Regions from separate parts of the Pan troglodytes genome. Here region 2 is linked to region 1. A link is a contact called in public capture Hi-C data. All regions are on one chromosome and are shown on one strand. The core of a region is the stretch at or near the end of the contact, and the rest is flanking DNA. Distances in the headings are between cores, read along the strand shown. Region 1 overlaps CLCN2 (chloride voltage-gated channel 2). Region 2 has its middle 40 kb from the start of VPS8.

What was found. Capture Hi-C pulls out chosen DNA fragments and counts their contacts.
Region 2: a contact with region 1 is called in a capture Hi-C map of stem cell-derived neural stem cells, with 4 times the contacts expected there. The contact joins two enhancer-like sites. A contact is called at or near these places in 1 of 1 datasets of contacts at active chromatin or transcription factors (stem cell-derived excitatory neurons) and 1 of 1 other capture datasets (stem cell-derived neural stem cells).

Annotation. Positions count from the first base shown.
Region 1 is chr2:187,533,777-187,540,403 of NHGRI_mPanTro3-v2.0_pri, forward strand. It overlaps CLCN2 (chloride voltage-gated channel 2), which reads right to left. Exons shown (of 24, transcript XM_016942411.3): 13 at 6,256-6,325; 14 at 5,896-6,006; 15 at 5,449-5,662; 16 at 5,010-5,143; 17 at 4,598-4,770; 18 at 4,381-4,495; 19 at 4,085-4,158; 20 at 3,791-3,844; 21 at 3,641-3,679; 22 at 3,361-3,465. Among named protein-coding and RNA genes, the nearest start is that of POLR2H, 9.7 kb to the right of the region's middle. Within about 2 kb of position 3,260, at least 5 of the 24 cell types and tissues checked have an H3K27ac peak or open chromatin away from gene starts, as enhancers often do. A contact at or near this core is called in stem cell-derived neural stem cells, where this site is marked.
Region 2 is chr2:187,957,573-187,964,199 of NHGRI_mPanTro3-v2.0_pri, forward strand. No RefSeq gene overlaps it. Among named protein-coding and RNA genes, the nearest start is that of VPS8, 40 kb to the right of the region's middle. Within about 2 kb of position 4,274, at least 2 of the 24 cell types and tissues checked have an H3K27ac peak or open chromatin away from gene starts, as enhancers often do. A contact at or near this core is called in stem cell-derived neural stem cells, where this site is marked.

The DNA of each region.
Region 1 (6,627 bases), core at 2,010-4,509:
TTACTAATCCCTTAGCCTTGTCTTCTTATGGTCAAATAACCCCTCTCATCTTCTCCCAAGGAGCCTATTAAATAGTTCCCTTGAATTTTCTTTTTCTCCACAATCCTAATCAGGTGAGCTTCTGGCGGGCGATATGCCTTTCAGGTTTGCAAACCACTTGCCCCTGACAGTCACCAAGCCTTACCAATTCACTTCCTAAACCTCCTGGCCATCACTGACTGTAGCCTCACTATCCTCACTAAGACTGGGGCTGCAACAGCCTGGTGGGTTCTCCTTTCTGCCTCCCTTCCCTCCAGTCTGGCCCTGCTTATCCTATGCCCTTTGTCAAACTTGAGTACAGCCCAGACTCCCTAGAAGGCCCATGAGACCCTTCCCAAGCCAACCCCAGCCTGTCTTTATAGCCTCACATTCTACTGTGTACTCCAGCTTCCAGCCTGCAGCTTCACATAATCACTCTTCTTTTTCTGAAAACATTCATTTCTTCCACACTTCAGCTCTTCTCTCATTACAGTATTTTTTTTAAACAATGTTTTTTAGTTAAAAAAATTTTCTGGGCCGGGCGCAGTGGCTCATGCCTGGCCAACATGGTAAAACCCTGTCTCTACTAAAAATATAAAAAATTAGTCAGACGTGGTGGCACGCTCCTGTAATCCCGGCTACTCGGGAGGCTGAGGCAGGAGAATCACTTGAACCTGGGAGGTGGAGGTTGCAGTGAGCCAAGATCGCACCATTGCACTCCAGTCTGGTGACAGAGTGAGACTCCGTCTAAAAATAAATAAATAAATAAAATTTTTGTGTTAGAAGACAGTCTCACTATGTTGCCCAGGTTGGACTTGAACTCCTGGGCTCATGCAGTCCTCCCACCTCAGCCTCCTGAGTAGCTGGGACTACAGGTGCGCACCACCATGCCCAGCATATGCTATCTTTTAAAATTCATCTCTCAGTATAAGTAGTAGGAGTAGTAATAGTAATTCCTAACATATATTGAGTATTTACTGTGTGCTAGGCCCTATTGTAAGTGCTTCACATGTTTCAAGTCCTTTAATTCTTAGAAAACCCAGTGAGGTGTGATCCCCATTTTACAGATCGGGAAAGTGAAGCACAGAGAGGCTAAGAAACTTACCAAGGTACACAGCAAGCCAGCATGTGGCAGAGTAAGGATTTGGGTTCAGCTGGTCTGGCCCTAGCTGTGGCTGCCACTCTGGCCTTTACCATTGCTTCTCCGTGGGTGGCCTCTGAATGAATTACTTATTAGCCGGCACAGCGATCTCCAGTTGCACGGGTTCCTAAGTAGTCTCCAGTGTTTTCTCTCTCTTATCTGAATGTTCCCCTCCTGAACTTAATTGGGCGACTACCTATTGATTCCTCAGGCCTGTAAGGACATTTTGAATTCTAATCTTTTATGTTCTTATCACTTCTAGTTCTTTGTACTTTTGTTAGTTGGTTCCTCAAAGACTTCTTCTCTTCTTCTGATTTTTAAGTTTGTAACAAATATCTACTTTGTTCTTTTTCATTTAATTTAATTAGACATCATGGAACCCATTGGAGGGCCCATACTTCTTGGGCCTGGGAACAGTGAACTGACATGGAGAGGGACAACATGGCCTTCTGAAAGAATCCTGGGAGCAGGGCCAGGAAATCTGGGCTCTGGGCCTGACTCTGCTGTGCTGACTCAGGCACGTGACCTCCTCGCTGCATGCCTCAGTTTCCCTGTGTATTAATATGGTTAAAGCCACAGGCTTTTGAGTCAGACCATCCTAGATTCCAGGCCCAGTTCTGCTACTTATTATTATTTTTTTGAGATGGAGTTTCGCTTTTGTCACCCATGCTGGAGTGCAGCGTCATGATCTCGGCTCACTGCAACGTCCACCTCCCATGTTCAAGCAATTCTCCTGCCTCAGCCTCCCATGTAGCTGGGATTACAGGTGCCTGCCACCACGCCTGGCTAATTTTTTGTATTTTTAGTAGAGATGGAGTTTCACCATGTTGGCCAGGCTGGTCTCGAACTGCTGACCTCAAGTGATCCACCTGCTGCAGCCTCCCAAAGTGCTGGGATTACAGGTGTAAGCCACTGCGCCAGTTCTGCTACTTATTAGCTGTGTGTCCTTGTGCAACTTGCTCAACCTCTCTGAATCTCAGTTTTCTTATCTATAAAAACTGGAGGATCGCAATATCTAAGTGTGTGCTTGTGATGATTAAACAGTTGAAGAGCTTAGCACAGTGTCTCGCACATAGCAAGCACTCGAAAAATGTCAGCATGATCATCATCATGGATGTTTGAGGAGTAAGATCATTGTGGAAAGGCCTCAGAGGTTTTGGGAAGAAGGGCTTTAGATAAAAGCCCTCTCAGGCCTATTACCTTTTTTCTTGCAACTGCACTGCAGTTTGCCACTCATCCAAGGACTTCTAAGTTCCTTTATTTTTGCCTTTTTGTTTCTCTTTTGTCCCCTATGCTTCCTGCCTCAGTCTCCACTTGTCCATGCTATACTGGCTCTTAGGCAGAGCTTGTGTGTAAGCTGAATGCCCAAGCTGCAGGTTTTGGGTACATCTACCTGCTGCTTATCCCCTCCCCCAAACCCCCCAACGCTTCAAGGCTTGTACATTATGCCTGTCAAAAGTTTAGCTAAAACACCCCTTGGCTTCTGCTGGTCCCAGGAGCCATTTTACCAATGCAGGCTGCCCCCCTTAGGAGTCCTGGAAGCAGAGAGCTCCTGGCCTCCTCTGGTGTCTGCCTCACCCACCACCAGGCAGTCTACTCAGTTCCTCGCCCCATTTCTGCAGGCTGCTTTGCAGTTCTGCTGAGCCATCTTCCTGCGTCCCTACCAGTTTTCCTTCGGCCCACATTAAGGCAGACTTTCTGGGGTCTGGCATTCCAAGCCCCCCACTGGGTGTTTCTCATCTTTGTTTATCTCTTCTCTGCAGTCTCCCCACCCCTACTTGGATGTTTGTTAGCTTGTTTATTGCATTTTCTTATCCTGCCTGTTTCTCACCCATTTTTTTCCGCATGGGCGTATCAACCTTGTTGGGCTGTGGTGGCCTCCTGCCTAGCTCTGACCCTGGCCTGGCCTTCTGGCTTCCACCCAGCTCAATCCCTGTCTTTGTTGCTTTGTTGGTCCAGAGTTCCCTCGAGGGCAAGGCTGAGCAGAGGAAAAACGATGCCTGGCTCCACCACAGAGCAGGAGGAGGCTGCTCCCACCTCCCATCATCCAAGCAATATGTCTAAAAAACATCTCAGCACTGAGCCAACTCCCTTCTCCTCCCTCCTTCCCCACTGGCCTGAGTCCAAACTTGTAGGGGGACCAAGATCCCCACTGTGTCCTGAGAGCCCAGACCAGCCCTGGGCCAGGCTGCTGGCCCTACCTTGTGCAAAGAGGTCCGCTCCACCAGCTGGAAGGGAGCAGGATCAATTTTGCAGTCACTGAAGTTGACAGGTTCATCTAGTTGCTGCTCCTCCCACTCCAGAATCTGAGGGGAAGAGACTATGAGGTTTAGGGAGAAGGTGCCTGTAGCTGATCTCACCTCCCTGAAAGCTGGCCTGCCCTTTTTCCAACCCCGTGGTCCCTCCCATGGGGACAGCAGCCAACATGATGACTGAACACAACCAGGAAGAAACAGGGTCCAGAGTCCAGTGGCACCTTACCTCTTCAGGGCTCATCTCGCCTTCCAGGTCCGCGTCACTCTAGTAGAGAGGGAGGGAGGCTGGCAGCTAGGGGCTCTGGAGTTTATCCAGCCTAGACCCTGCCCTCCCTGCCCGGTGCCGCCGAGATGCTAGAAGAGCAGGCATACTTACTGCCAGGGAGATTCGGACCCGCTTCAGCTTGCGCTTCTCACAGGATTCCAACTTCTTCAGTTTTGTTAGAGCCAAACCAGAAAGATGAGGAGTTGAGGTTATAGGGAGAGGGGAGGTGAGGGGAAGTGGTGGAGCCCAGGGGAAAGGGCACGCCACAGGACCTGAGCTGACAGCAGGGAGGGCCGAAGGGCAGGGAGAATAGAGGCAGGCACTGCAGGGTTAATGACGTGGTCTCAGCATTGGAGAGGGAGCTGGGGAAAAAGCAAGCTAGGAGGACAGGCTCCAGCCACTCACCTCCGAAGCAGCCTCAGGGGGTGGACTGCTACAGAAGAGGCTCCGGAGGGCGATGCCTGCCGACTCTGCGCTCCCTGTGTTCCCAAACATAAGGCCCCAGGGGGCAATGTCATCTTTTGGGGAGAGGACCAGGAAAGGTAAGGAAGACACGGGGAGAGGTATCCCAGTTCCAGCCCTGGCCCATGTGGGCAGCCTCTTCCAGCTGGGATGTACCCCAGCAACAGGGCTGGGCAGGGACTCTAATGGATCTCAGTAGCTTGGCTGAGGCTCTGTGGACACAGGAGACATGGGCTTACCTGTGGGACTCTCTCCGAGGTTCCTGGTGACACTGGGCCCCCTCTTGAGTGCAGGCTTTAGGGGCTTGTGGGTCTCCCCCCGGGCTGCTGGGAAGGCTGAGTCTTCTGTGTTCACCTGCATAGGCAGGAAGGGGCTGGTGAGGCCACGGCCCCAGACCACCCTCCCAATCAGTCTACACAATGACATTTAGGAAGCGTTTGTGGCTTTTCCCCTCACCTGGAAGCAGACAGAAGCCTCAGGGCTAGGGGGACCCTCCTGATCAGATAGTGGAGAGGTCTGGGTGGCTCTGCGCTCCTGCATGTGCTGCCGCCGGCGGGCTGGGCTCAGCTGGGCCCCCAACAATGCCACCACCTGTGAACGCTCGATGGAGCCCAGCAGAATCATGGACTCTGGACAGAACAGGTGGAAGGACTCAGGAGCTGAGAGGGAGCCCTCCAGCCCCGTCCTTCTCTCACACTCAGAGTGGGGGGCCTTGCATGCAGGCCACACACCAGAGGGAAGCCCCCACCTGGCAAGTGCTGGCCCATTCCCTTTGGAACCAAGGAGACTGGTCCTGAGCTCCCTGCCCCTTCCCGAAGCTTCGACCCTGGGCGATGCCCCTAGCACCTGGGACCCCTCCTGGCCTCACCAGGGGACTCCACTAGGGCCAGCATTCGGCCCTTGGTCCTGTGCAGTGCCAAACGCAGGTCCCGGAAGGTGCAGCTGAGGGCCACATGGGGAACATCCCGCACCATGATGTCCTCCACACGCACCCGGTACTGCCTGGGGGCCGAGAGAGGCGCTTGGTTTGTGGTCAGCATGGGGAGAGGCGCCCAGAGCATTGCCATCCCAGGGCCACAAGGAGGGCTCCAGAGCCCATCCATGGGGACGGGAGCTAAGGACCAAGGGGTGCTCCCACCCTTCTTTCTGAACAGCAGGGGCCAGCTACAGCCCCTCCGGAGTGTGGACGAAGGTGGCTCATCTCCCAGCTTCACAGGCTCCAGGACCTTGCTAGAGGTGGCTGTAGGGGGATCTAGGATGCCCTCTGCCCTTCACCCACAGCCCCCTTGGCACCCAGCCCTCCGTACTGGTGGCGGCCCCAGCCGAGCTCAGGCAGGTAGGGCAGTTTCTTGATTCGAATGATGCTGTCATAGAGGGAGGGCTGCAGACTCTGGGCGACAGCGTTGGCCAGGATGACGGCGATCATGACAGGCAGGATGTGGGCAATCTGGCCTGTGAGCTCGAACACGATCACAGCCGTGGACACTGTGTGTGTCACCGCTCCTGCCAGCGCAGCTGCCCCTGGGGACAGTCACACTCAGTCTCCTCAGGGTGCCCAGGTCCCAGAAGACCCTCCACAACCAGGGCAGGTCCTGAGTGGGTCCCTCAGGGCTGCCCAATACAGTCCTGGGATTGGACCTGTGCATCTGAGGGAAGCCTGGTTTCTGCCAGCAGGGGGCACCAGAGTCTCAGACCCTGTGGCTGGGGCGTGGGTGAGGGGGTCTTCCAAGGCCGATGGGACCTGAGGCACTCACCGACCACAGCGTAGCCCCCAGGCACAATCCGGTAGGTGCTGCTGTCCGTATGAATTCCATCTGGGAACCAGGCAGCCATGCTTTCACCCACCAGACGCCCAAATGCTGCTCCTTCAGGGAGGGGGGTGGGAAGAGAAAGAGGCAGTGGAGGGGGAGGGCAGGGGGCACTAGGAAGAGAGAGGGTCAGAGGGTGAGGGAGGGGCCAACGGGTCATTCAGTGCAGGGCACAGCCCTGTGGGGTCAGGGTTCGGGCTAGGGCTGGACCAAAAACCCGCTCTTGGGCAGAGGGTTGGCTGTGGGGGGGGGTGGCCAGAGGCTGGGGAAGGTGCAGGCTGGGAGAGCAGGCAGCTGAGAACTCACCAATGACAAAGACAGGCATGAAGGCCCCACAGGGAACTGGGATGGTGGTGGCCAGTGCAGACATCCAGAACTGCAGGCAGGGGGTGGTTCAAAGGCAAAGAGGCTCCACCTGGCCCCAGGCAGCGCACAGCGCCACCCAGGAGAAGTCTACCTCGCTGATCAGGTGGGCGTAACCCTCCCAGCCACCCCGTAACCCTCCTAGCTACCCTGGGACCCCCAGGCCTCCCAGGTGATGGCAAGGGGAAGGACTCTGGAAGCAGATGGCTTGGGTTCAGATCATCGCTCTGCCCTCTAGCTGTGTGACTTTGGGCCAGCTACTTGTGTTTCGACTCCCCCATCTTTCAAACGGGGGTGATAATAGTGCCTTTCCCA
Region 2 (6,627 bases), core at 3,024-5,523, 420 kb after region 1:
TAACGGGGCATTTGGTTCAGCCTTTGCAATGGAGGTATTCATCTGTGCTGTGAGCTCTGCATCCTCCCATACCTAGCCAGCACAATTTGTTACATGAAATCTGTATGACTTTAGGCAAGGCACCAACCACCCTGCTTTGTGCCTCAGTGTCCTCGTTTATAAAATGAGAGGTTTCCAAACTCTATTTCTCCTTGAAACAGGAGAATCTGGTGAAGCCCCCTTAGTGGAAGGGAGGCAAGTGGGCCGGGCGCAGGGCCCTCTCCCCTGCTTTAGCTGGAGCGGCTCTCTTGTATTTGTTTATGCCTCCATACGGTTTCACTTAAACCCAGCATTCCTCAACTAAAAACAAAGCTTGGGAAGCGCCGAGCTGCATGTGGTATCTGAGGGCCCCTACTCACGGCTCTGCCATGCTGAGCTGTGATTACGCGAATGCGTGAGTGAACGAATGAATGAATGAACAGACTCTGTGTTCCTAGCTAACAGAGGCTGGTTCCTGGTCACACGTGTTCTTGGGACAGATGGCCAGCAGTCTTGGGTAGTTCAGAAATCTACACAGGGCTAGACTGGACGCTCTCCCGACATCCCATCAAGTGTAGGGTTCTGTCTGTCTCCGCTGTCGCCACTGACAAGGCCTCCTCCCTTTGGGCATCTCGGATGCCACCAGGTATGAAGTGGAAAGTCATCAGCGGCGAGTCGCCCTGTGTTTGTCTTCTTCGGCTCTCCCGATGTGTTGACTCAGCTGAAAAAAGATACTGACAACAGCACCCCGAGTCACCGGCAGGCTTGGCAGAAGATTCACTGGGTTTTCTCGGTGTGTGTCCCGGGGTGTGGCACCAGGTCTGGCTCACGTCAGTTTTCTTCCATCACAGGGAAAGGGCTTCCAGTTTTGGCCTTGTCCTCCCTCCCACCACCCCTACTTCCTCCCTTCCTTGCCTCCTTCCTTTCCTTCCTCTAAGGCAGTGGTTCTCAACCTTGGCTGCACGTTGAAATTGCCCAGGGAGACTTAAAAATTACTGATGCCCAAAGATTTTGATTTCATGGTTCGAGGTATGGCCTAGGAAATAGAGTTTTTTTAAAGTTCCCTAGGTGATTCTAATACGCAGCCAAGGTGGGGAACCACTGGTCTGAGGACACGGAGTAGGGATCCTAATTTTAGCCTCAACCGTTTCCTAGTCTGCTGGGTTTGGAAAAGTGTGGGGCACAAATGTCTACTGGCAGTGGATGGAAGGAAAGGGAAGTAGAGAGAAACATACCTCACCCCCATCCCACCTCACTACCCTGCAAGACTCAGGGAGGTCAGTCCTCTTGGGTGTCCAGGTGACAGCATATGACAGAGTGGAGAGGACACCCCAGGACACAGGGAGGCTCCTGTGTGCTGAGGGCATGAGGCCAACAGCCCTGTTCTGGAGCCTCAGGCACTGCAGTTTTGGGGGCTTCAAAAGGCAACGCCCTGGGTATGGGTGGCAGCGTTCCCACAGGGCAGGCCAGCAAACGAGGTGACCCTGGAGTGACTGTGGCAGCACGACATCAGCGCAGAGTCGCGTGGGGAGAGGGACTCTCGCTGACAGTCCTGTTCACGAACACATGCGGGGCACTCCCAAGGGGTCCTCCACGTCAGAGTAAGCCTACAGCAGACAGAAACAAGCACAGTGAATTCTGGTCATTTCACCGATGGGAGCCCATCCGGACCTATGGATGGTGAGGTCTGGGGTCACAGATACAAGCCACAGTCATGAAACAGTCTGGTGGTGGCAGCGGTGCAGCGAGGTCCAGCAGACGTCTGCCAGCCTCCTCCGATGTTGCCTCCTCGTTGGGTCAGCCGCCCTGAACAGTTTTCATTCCGTATGTTCACCAGGCAGTCAGGGTCTTCTCGACGCTAGGCTTTTCTGCATGTGTGTTCTCAATGTGGAGTATTTGCTTGACTTCCTGTGCAAGTTTTCTCTCTTTTTGAAAAAATCACATTCTCTCCTAAATTAGAAAACCTCTTTAATTGTTAGCAGGAGCTGGGGTTCTGTTCCTTGCATGGACAATATCATTAAACATTGGAAAATAAACAAACTGGAAAAGCTTAAGACATTTTCAAACTCTTTGCTTCCCAGAGGGCGTCTGGGGCCCTGGGTGGGACAAGGTTCTGCTGGCCTGGGTTTATACTGTGTTGATAACTTGACCCCTCCAGCTGTGAGAAGCCACACTGACAGCAGGGTTGTTTTTCCTAAACTTCCCAGGACTGCAAACTTGTCTTGGGAGGCATAGGCACTGATTTGCACGGAGGTCTCCAGCGACTGCGCTGAGCTTCCTCCGGGGCGGAGCGCACGCTGGGAGGGGGCTGGTGGCTGTGGTGGCTGATGGCTGCTGTAAACCATCGCTGTCCTCCAGCATGACTACACAGGACTGGGGAGGACAGGGGAGCTGTGGGAGGGGGCGGTGTGTAAGAATGTTTCTTTCTATCTTGCTGAAATGTGAGTCTAATGAAATGATGATGAGGTTGTGGCCTTTAAGCTCCATTGAGCTTCTTACGCATTGTAATTTTACCCAGAGTGGGGCCAGTTTTTGAAATGATTAAAACTATCGATTCCTAGGCCTGTTCAGCTTGAATCAGAATTCATTAGAGGCCCAGAGGTGAGGGATGTACATTTCTCCCTTGCTGAGCCAGGAAACAGACCCCATCTTGTGTGACTCTCCGGCTGGCGTGGCTGCCCCTGGTGGTGCTGGCAGACGGACCAGTAATAGGATCTGTCATCCACAGAATAAGTCATGAAGGTCCCATCCATGAGTCCTAGCCCATTTTCTAGGGATTCTCCCTCATGTTCGAAGAGGGAGGTTCTCTATGTTTAATCTTGGCTCTATTTTCTTACAGGTATTATAAGTAAAATATCTTCTTCATGAAAAGAAACACAGAAATGTTCCAAAGTTTTGACTCAAAAGAATACTAGAAGGAGAAACTGTAGCTGGGAGGGGTGGCTGACAATGTGGCCTGAACTTGGCCTCCAGAACGCCACTTCTGTGTGGAAACAAAGAGGGGGTTTTCCCTCTGATATTTGCCACCACTCTGCTGACTCCCAGGAGCACAAGATCGCTCCTTTAAAGTTCTTTTCCAAGTCCTAGAGCTGAGATAGGTTAGCATCTTAAATAGTAGCCTTCCTAGCCGGGCGCGGTGGCTCACGCCTGTAATCCCAGCACTCTGTGGGGCTGAGGCGGGCAGACCACTTGAAGTCAGAAGTTCAAGACCAGCCTGGCCAACATGGTGAAACCCCGTCTCTACTAAAAATACAAAAATTAGCTGGGTGTGGTGGTGCACACCTGTAATCTCAGCTACTTGGGAGGCTGAGGCAGGAGAATTGCTTGAACCCGGGAGGCAGAGGTTGCAGTGAGCTGAGATGGTGCCATTGCACTCCAGCCTGGGTGACAGAGTGAGACTTTGTCTCAAAAAAAAAAAAAAAAAAAAAGAAAGAAAGAGAAAAGAAACATAACTATAGGGCAGTTAAGTCTATACACCTTAACTTTAAGAAGAAAGAAAAAAAAGAAAGGAAGGAAGGAAGGGAAAGAAAGAAGAGAAGAGAAAAGAAGGAAGGAGGGAGGGGGAGAGAGAGAGAAAGGAAGGAAGGAAGGAAAAGAAAAGAAAAAGAAAGAAAGAGAGAAAGAGAGAGAAAGGAAGAAAGAAAGGAAGGAAGGAAGGAAAGAAAGAAAGAAACTCTGGGAGGGTAGGGCCTTGCTTAAGGTCACCTGATTCCCCGAGCTGGCGCCAGGGCTGCGGTGCACTCTGTCAGCTCTGAGAGGGGTGTCCCTGCCCACGCCAGCTCTGAATCTTGCAAGCCACTGCACCTTTTGAGAGTCGCTCCCGAACTGCCTCCTACACAGGTGGTTCCCAAGCGGTTCATATCAAGGTCCCTTTTATTATCACCCCCCCCCCCTCCACTGCACCCCCAGCACCCGGGTTTGAAAGATCTGGCCTACCAAATGAACTGCAATTATGCAGTAATAATGACTCTATTTTCTCTCTCTCTCTTTTTTTTTTTTATTAATAAAAGACATATGTGACACACCATTCAGAGCTTTCAGTGGGGAGAAAACGAGTTTCCCCCACTAGGTTAATAGAATTCCACCCAGAGGCAGACAGTTAGCAAACCACCTTCTCGGGCTGTGGCTGGGAATCGCGCTACACTTGACAGCCCTTTCCATGGGCCTCCCCGGCCCGCCTGCCCTCGGCCCTGAAGTCAGGGGAGACAGGGGCCATTTCAGCTGCTCGCGCTCGCTTGCCTTCCCGTCCCTGCCGGAGTCAGCAGACCCTGACTCCTGGAGAAGCGTTGCTGCGATGTGTCAGCTGCTCGGGGAGAGGCTGGAGTGATGGATTCCAAGAGCTGTCAGGAGAAAGGGTTTACGGTCAGTTAGGAACCGTGAGCTCCTGCCCGTGGAACTGCCGCTGGAATTTTAATGCTCTGTCTCCCTGTGTCTGGGCACTTCCTTCCCTCCTGACCCCGCTCTTCAGGCATATGGAACAGGGCTCATGTCGGAGGGTCCCCGGCGAGATCCCAGGGCTTCCCTGGGTCCCAGTGTCACGGCCGAAAGCCAGAGGTGCGGCTCCGACAGGATGCGGCCGGCCTTCCTGCTGCGCTGGGCCTTGGCCGGGGCCCTTTGGCGAGTCACTGTCCCGGGCTCTCTTCCCCTTCATGGCAGCAGCCAGGCCTTCCCTGCACAGGCCTTGAAGGGAGAGGAGAAATGGAACGCTAGCCTGGTTTCTTGACTTCCTTCGGGCAACGAATCCATCTTGAAGGCCCACTGTGTGCCAGGCGGGGATCCAGGAGCTGGGGAAGCAGACGCGGCCCCTGTCCTCATGGCACCTCTTCCGTGCGGTGCTCCACTCTCTCCCCGACGAAAGGTAGACACGGAACAGGAAAGGGAAAAGAGTGGAGGCCGCCAGGAGGAAGATCTGCAGACCGGAGGGACCTCAGCTAAGAGGAAATGAAGGCCAGGCGCAGTGGCTCAGGCCTGTAATCCCAGCACTTGGGGAGGCGGACATGGGCAGATCACTCGAGGTCGGGAGTTCGAGACCACCCTGGCCAACACGGTGAAACACTGTCTCTACTAAAAATACAAAAATTAGCTGGGCATGGTGGCAGGCGCCTGTAGGCCCAGCTACTCGGAAGGCTGAGGCAGGAGAATGGCTTGAACCCGGGAGGCGGAGGTTGCTGTGAGGCAAGATGGCGCCACTGCACTCCAGCCTGGGCGACAGAGCGAGAGTCCATCTCAAAAAAAAAAAAAAAAAAAAAAAAAAAAAGGAGGAAGCAAAATAGAAAAACAGGATCTGAATGATTTGGGAGCCAAAAGGACACTGCACGTCCCCGGCTTTCTGATCACGGCCCACTGCAGCCTCAAACTCCTCAAAGTGATCCTCCTGCCTCGGCTCCCAAGGGGCTAGGACTACAGGTGTGTACTACCAAGTCTGATTAGTATTATTATTTTTTCTATTCTTTTTTTTTTTTGTAGAGACAGGGTCTTGCTATGTTGACCAGGCTGGTCTCAAACTCCTGGCCTCAAGCAATTCACCCGTCTTGGCCTCCCAAAGTGCTGGGATTACAGGCATGAGCCGTCATGTCTGACCACTTATGCCCTTCCAGAAAAAAAAAAAAATCCCCTCAATTTTCTTAAGCTGCTTGACATTCTGCTGTCATTCCAGAGCCATCCTGGCAGGAAAGCTTTCTGTTCTTTAAGAGTTGCCTCTGAAAATGCAACATTCCCACCCCCACCATCAAAGGGCTGCTGCTTAAATCACATCCCCTAAATCCTTAGTAGGAATGCAGTCTTCTGAGAAACCAGGCCAAGAATTGGGGACCAGGGGAACCTCCAGAGGACATAGATGAGCCCCACACACTTTCCCACCCCTGCTTGGGCTGCGCCCCAGTGGGAGTTGTGCTATGAGCGTCCCGTGGCCATTGTTAGCCACTCAGAAGTGGGATGGGGTGGAAGACCTTCCCGCACAGGAAGGCGGGGCCATGTCTCTTGCTGTCTACTGTATCCTCAGCACCTGGTGTTGAGACTGGCACCTAGTAGCTGTTCAATAAATGTTTACTGAATGACTGGAAGAAGGGTGCCTTTCTCTAGCCATTTCCTCACCCAAGATGGCCTTTGACTATTCTAGAAGGGGCAGAAGGGAGGAGGAAAAAAACTCCTCTCCTTTCTGCTGAAGGCTTGCTCTGCCCCAGGCTCTCTGCTGTGGCCTTGTGAGGCGGGCACATGCATGTCCTCCCATCTCTTCTATGGCACTTACTCCTGCCTCTGGCTCTGCCCACTGCCTCCTCTCCCCTCACCGTCTCCTCTGACCTCCTCACCTGGCCTCTTTCCCCACAACACCACTGAAACCACTCTGACGAAGGGCAGGGGTGATGTCCTGATGAAGCTGCTGGGAAACCCATTTTAGTCCTGACTGGTGGTGTTGGACCCTGTTGAATCCTTCTTTGTTCTTGCACCTCCTTCTTTCCTTGACACTATCCTCCCCTCATTCCCTGCACCTTCTGACCTTGGCTCATCTGTCCCCAAATCTACATTTCTTGCCTAAAAATTACTCTTAAGCATCAGACCCTCTACATCCGATGATTTTCACCTGGAGGTCCCAGAGGCAATGCATCCATG